2 separate regions of the Triticum aestivum genome follow, and region 2 is linked to region 1. The links are chromatin contacts, called in public Hi-C maps. All regions are on one chromosome and are shown on one strand. Each heading gives the region's core, a stretch centred on a gene start, on an enhancer-like site or on the middle of the called end of the contact. The rest is flanking DNA. Distances are from core to core; before and after follow the strand shown.

What was found. Hi-C and Micro-C count contacts between places; a contact is called where the count stands out from the background.
Region 2: a Hi-C map of an unstated tissue shows a contact between it and region 1, with 9 times the contacts expected there. The contact joins two enhancer-like sites. A contact is called at or near these places in 3 of 5 Hi-C or Micro-C datasets (leaf, root and an unstated tissue).

What each region holds. Positions count from the first base shown.
Region 1 is chr1B:186,450,278-186,453,429 of IWGSC CS RefSeq v2.1, forward strand. No RefSeq gene overlaps it. Among protein-coding and RNA genes, the nearest start is that of LOC123114896, 350 kb to the left of the region's middle. Within about 2 kb of position 1,669, at least 2 of the 8 cell types and tissues checked have an H3K27ac peak or open chromatin away from gene starts, as enhancers often do.
Region 2 is chr1B:186,983,418-186,986,569 of IWGSC CS RefSeq v2.1, forward strand. No RefSeq gene overlaps it. Among protein-coding and RNA genes, the nearest start is that of LOC123089285, 12 kb to the right of the region's middle. Within about 2 kb of position 1,609, at least 1 of the 8 cell types and tissues checked has an H3K27ac peak or open chromatin away from gene starts, as enhancers often do.

The DNA.
Region 1 (3,152 bases), core at 419-2,918:
TCGTGAGTAAAATGTATGATTTTCTATCAGTATTTGGTATGATTCATTTACCTCGGGTGCAACCCAAAACTAGACAAAAACTAGACAAAAATGTCAGATGATGAAAGGAAAAATGGTTTGAATTAAAAATGTTGATCAGTACGAGTTAAAAATAGTGGTCCGTTTGGAATAAAAGAAATGACAGAAATTCAAATTGTAAAAGTTCAAGCAAAAAAAAGAAACCCCATAGAAATTCAAATGGTAAAAGTACAAGTTGTAAAATGAGAGAAGTTTAGAACATCGTTGTAAAAAAATGTTAAGTTCAAAAAAAAGAAACAAACAAAAGATTTTCTTTTTGAATAAAATATCATTCAGTTCGACGACATAAACTACGTAAGTACAGGGGCAATGCTACCGTAAACCATTGAAACTTTAAGAGGAAAACCTTACCCAAAAAACAAAGTAAAAGTTCAATCTGTGAAAACGTGCTTAGTACAAATCCATACGGAGATCAGTTCGAGTACTTTGTTTCCGGAACGAAAAAGAAAAATACGACAGGCTTCACCGTATTCAAAATTACTCTGTGAAATAATACATCAGTACAAACACACAAAAAAATCAGTACAAGTACTCTGTTTTTTGAAGGAAAAACACCATGTTGGGTCTCACCATAATCCAAATTACTCTTCAACGGCGGCAAATATGAGAAAACGTTCAACATGACTAAGTTTCGCATTTTCGATAGCTATCCAACGGTATATTATTTGCCCCATTTCGACAAACTTTTAAAAAAATCACGTTCGAAATTAAATTTAACCATATTCGAATTCGTTTTTAAACTGTAAGGAATTAGAAAAACATTTCAATACGAAAAAGTTGCGCATTTTCCATAGCTTTCCAACGCCTTATCATTTGCGTCAATTCGACAAACCGTTTGCAAAAAATCGCGAAAATACGTTTCGCCCAGAATTTCACCATTTTCCAAATTACTTTTAAATAGTATAGAATTAGAAAAAATAATACATATGCGGAAGATGCGGATTTTCACAAGCTTTCCAACGCCATCTTATTTGCTCAATTCCGACAAACTGTTTGAAAATTGTGTCCAAAATACGATTCACGTTTTCGGTTTTGAAAAAAAACGGTTTTTCCAAAACTGCTCTTAAACCATAATGATTTTGCAAAAACGTTAATATACTTGAAATATAATTGTCAAGAGCTTTCCAACAATATATTACACGCCCCATTCCGACAAAAAAATTGCAAACATTTTTTAAACTAAAGAAAACGATCTGTTAAACATAACTGGAAGTATCAGTTCAAGCCGCTCGAAAACATCAGTACAACCGCCTGAAACCGTCAGTTCAAAAAAGGTAACAGAATAATATCCTGTTACGCGTAACAGAATAGCCCAGATGTATATATATATATATAACACTATTTTGATCTTGGGATCAGAATAGTTATTCTGATCACGACGCTCCTATATATAGTGCCGATGAGATCATCCCGAACTCCCGAACCGGAAGCGGCAAAGAAAAAAAATGCAGCCCACCTTCTTGCCCCGTGCTCTATCCCACCCCGATCCGATCCACCTTCCCGCGCACGCAACCACCGGCAGCCATGGCCGCCCCTGCCCCGCCCCCATATCCGGCCGCCGCGCCGCCTCATCCCCCGGATCCGGCCGCCGGGCTACCTCCGCCCCTGGATCGGGCCGCCGGGCCGCCTCGTTCCCCTGGATCCACCCGGGGCCGATCCCGCCACCGCCAGTGACCACCAAGCACCGGCGCGGCCCTGCCGTGTACCTCTGGTACGCCGCCGCGCCTTCCCTGCCACCTAGGCTGCCCCGGCCTCGCCTAGCTTCTCTTCCGGCGACGGCGGCTTCGTCAGCAGAGGAGCCCGCCATGGCCATGGGAGACGGCGACCTCCCCGACCTCCCTGCGAGCCCTCCGGCCAATCGCTACCTCCCCACCCCATCCCGCTCGCCTCTCGACCAACCATCGCATCCCCATCCCTTCGGTCGACCTGCAGATGGGGGAGGTCTTGACCTGCAGCTCGGAGGAGTCCCGACCTGCACCTGGTCACGCACGCCTTTCTTCAGTGTATTTCCAAAAATATTGGAGGCAATTCTTCTCTCTCAGTTCAACAAAAAAATTAACAGCAGTTCCACCTATACACGCGTGGAATGAAACTTCATATGCGCGCCTGCCGCAGATCATTAACCATGTGCCCAGGTTGTCGGTCGTCCTCCCGCCAGTGCCTCACCATGCCTGGGGTTGCCCCTTCTCTAGCACGCAGCTGCCTGCTGTGTGTGCATTATGCTTTATGCGTGTGAGCATGGCCGTGTGCTTGCGCGTGGTGTGCTAGTGCGCTATGCGTTCCTTGTGTGTTGTGTATGCGTGTGGTGTGCGTGCTTGGTATCCATCCATAGGTAGTCTGTGCGATTGCTAGTGCTGCTATTGTTGATGCTTTTCCTTGGAACGAAATCATGTATTTCTTTCTCTAATTTTGCCTATTTGATCATTTGAATCATGGCTCGCTGCCCCAACGCGCCCGCTGTTGCGCTCCTCCTGCCACCTCCCGACGATGCCCGTGCCGCCAAGGACTCCCCGACGAGCGTCTCGATCCCTATTAGCTGCACCTCCTTCCTCTGAACTTTGAGTTTTGTTCAAACTAAACTTACACTGTTGTTGATTCAGGCGCATATCTATCTCTCCATTTCCAGTTTCATGTAATTACTGTGAAACGGTAATGTTCCGACGAGTGGATTTTTTTTCAGAATAGACAGTTGTGTTGTGCGCCGGGAGTGTGGTTGGTCGCTGTTGTCTCCACCAGCCGACCGTCGCGCCATGACCGTATTCTGGAAACTACGGTAGAGAATGCAGGTGCTTGTCAAAAGGGGCGGCGACGAGAAGCTAACCTTGTTTATCCCCACTAAATCATTCCCTGACTTGCTCCTTATATCTCCTGGATGAAGAAGTACAAGTACAGTACGGGATTCAAATCAGCGTTGGGTGTCAAAAGAAACAATGGAGATGTTGTTATGGCGTTCGTGCATGTGATGGTTGTCTGTGTTCTTTGTGTATGTCTTTGTGGAAATGTTTTTTTCAGGTTTTTTTATAAAAAGAAAGAAGTTCAAAAATAAGATATGTAAGAGTTCAAAATATGTAACA
Region 2 (3,152 bases), core at 359-2,858, 530 kb after region 1:
GATATGTGTGTGATGTGGATGACCCCGTGCTATGTGGATGATGCTATGTTGGTATGGATGATGCAATGTGTGATGGTGATGTTGTTATATATATATTGGTTTTGCTGTTGTAGCTATTTTAATTGCAGGGAAGAAGCAAAAACAAACAAATGCAGGCAACCAGATCAAAAATGGTCGGCATAGGTGATCAATGATGACGACTATACTATGCCGATAGGCACGGGAGGTTTACCGAAGCTATCGATGTCGACGGCCATTGTTGGCATAGTCTGTGCCCACGGGATCAAAAGTCGTCGGCATAGCCAGTGATTCCTGTAGTGAATAGCTTAGTCGTTTTGCCACGTTGCAACCTGAGATAGATCATAGTTGGCCTTGTAACCTTGTTGGTGGTGCTGCATCACTACTCATTTGCCTCCTCTTTCCTTTTACTTGTTTCTTCTTTTTTGCGAAAAACGCCCAATCTATTCATCTTCAAACATGGTAGTACAACGAACACTAGAAATAATAAAAAAATTACATCTAGATCCATAGACCACCTAGCAACGACTACAAGCACTGAAACGAGCCGAAGGCATGCCGCCGTCATCACCCCTCCCTCGCAGAAGTCGGGCAAACCTTGTTGTAGTGGACAGTTGGAAAGTTGTCGTGCTAAGGCCTCATAGGACTAGCGCACCAGAACAGCAACCGCTACCGTTGAAGAGTAGAATAGATCGGAAAGATCCAACCTGAAGATCCACGAACGTAGACAAACTATGAAAAGATCCAAGCAAATCCACCAAAGACAGATCCACCGGAGACACATCTCCACACACCCACCAACGATGCTAGATGCACCACCAAAATAGGGACTAGGCACGAAGAACCTTACTGCATCTACAGAAAGCCACTGCCATCTTGTCTTCCAGAGAAGGACACATACCCTAATAAAACTTGAAGGAACATCTACGGACGTAGCCCTCCCACCGGCAAGGCCGGGATCCACCGCGCCATCATGACCCTAATGCAACCGAAGATGAGATGGACCGGCGGCGGAGCCAGCGGAAGACAGAGGCAACCTAGCCTTTTTTTTCTTTTACTTGTTTCTTCATTTGTAAGGTTCTTATCCTTAAGGCCGGGCGCTAACCTTTTCTCTAAAAAGGTTGTAGCATGCGTGTGTGTGCAGTTTTTCAGTCAGCGCACACATTCCCTCTCTTGATCGTGGCTAACTCACAATCGCCATCATGGCCTCGTGCCCTTTGTACTCCCTGTATAATTATACACAAGAATTTGGCTCGTTTGGTTGGCTGGGTCGCATCCATATGTTGGTCCGCATGGAATTTAAAGCACTCTCCAGCCATGCCCGCTATAAACGGTCGAATCGGCAGTTTTTAATGAGCCAGGCTGAGTCGAGCCACCTCGAGTGCATGTGATGGGTCCTCTTGCACGAGTGCATGTGGCCCACTATAGAGCATGTACGTTGTTTCTTCTTCCACCTCCAGTAAGCTCCTTCTCTAATCTCCTTTGTTCCGTTCCTTCTAATCTACACAGCGGTGCTTCGATTCGAAGTAAACTTTACACAGAAAAGATGCACATTAATGTTATGGTTCCAATTTTGTGATCAGTTCGTAGTTTCCTCGACCATAAATGTTTAATTTCGTGTTCATATTTGCAGCTATTTTGGGCAAATTTTGTCAAATTCGTCTCGCACGGTCGACCGCTTGAAATTTCCTTAGACCAGTAGCTTCATCTTGTAGTTTCACACGACTTCCGTGTTGCAAAATTTTTGTTTCAACGATAGTAGACGAGTAGATCTAATCTCTTTCTTCTAGAACGTACAAATGCATATGTGTGATCTGTGTTAATGACACTCCTTAGTCCGAGTCTTCTCTCCCATGTCCTGCTACAGTGGCGTCACTGTCGGTGTTGTTCCTCTCGGTCTCCTCTCCCGCGTGATGTTGCAGTAGCGCCACCACCGACGTCGTTCCTCTCAACCTCCTCTCCCGCGTCCTACTGCACTCGGGCGGTCGTCGTTCCTCTCTGTCTTCTCTCCCGTGTCCTACTACACTCGAGCGGTCGTCATTCCTCTCTGTTTTCTCTCCCACGTCCTGCTACACTAAGCCATCGCCGAAGTCATTCCTCTCGATCTCCTAGCTTGCATCTCTCCTCCATCCTTTTCTACCTCAGCGCCATGGCGTCTAGTGTTATGCATAGGTGTTAACGTTGTCAGATGGGTGCCTTGTTGTGCCCGGTGCCTCTGCCGGCGTCGTTCCTCTCGATCACCTCTTCCTCAGCCTACACTAACACCACCATCGCGAGCACACTGCTAAGAACTCTATTGTAACTCTACTGTCATGTGTAGGCGTTAACTCTTAATCACATTGCGTGTATGCAACCAAACACCGGGCACTTGCATTAGCCTAACCAATGCACACAGCAGCACGCAAAAATGCTCCCCTAATGCAGGCAACCTTATACGCATGCAACCAAACTAAATGCGGATAATGATGTTTTGCCTGCGTTAGCTCAATCACGCTCAAGTGGGACAAGTATCCAAAGTGCTAAAAAGGATGCAGGTAACCAAATGCCATAAAAGGCATGATGGTCATATTTTAGGAACTCTTCGCCCGCCTTAGATGCTTTTTTTAGACTTCACCCATCGTATACGTATACACTATAGGGGGCATTTTGTGCGAACGGGCGCACACCTCTTCCTACGAGCTGGGCCAGCCGTGTATATTTTTTTCCAGATTTTACAACCCGCAAAAAACTGCATCTCTCCTCCATCCTTTTCTGCCTCAGCGCTGTGGCGTCTAGTGTTATGCGTAGCTGTTAACCTCGTCGGATGGACGCCTTGTTGTGCGCGGCGCCCCCGCCAGCGTCGTCCTCTCGGTCACCTCTTCCTCAGCCTACACGACGCCGCCATTGCGAGCACACTGCTAAGGAACTCTACTGTAACTCTATTGTCATGTGTAGGTGTTAACTCTTAATCACATTGCGTGTATGCAACCAAATACCGGGCACTTGCATTAGCCTAGTCAATGCACGCAACAGCACGCAAAAATGCTCCCCTAATGCAGGCAACCTTATACGCATGCAACCAAACTAACTGCGGATTATGATTTTTTTTTGGCCTGCGTTAGCTCAACCAGGCTCAAGTGGGACAAGTATCCAAA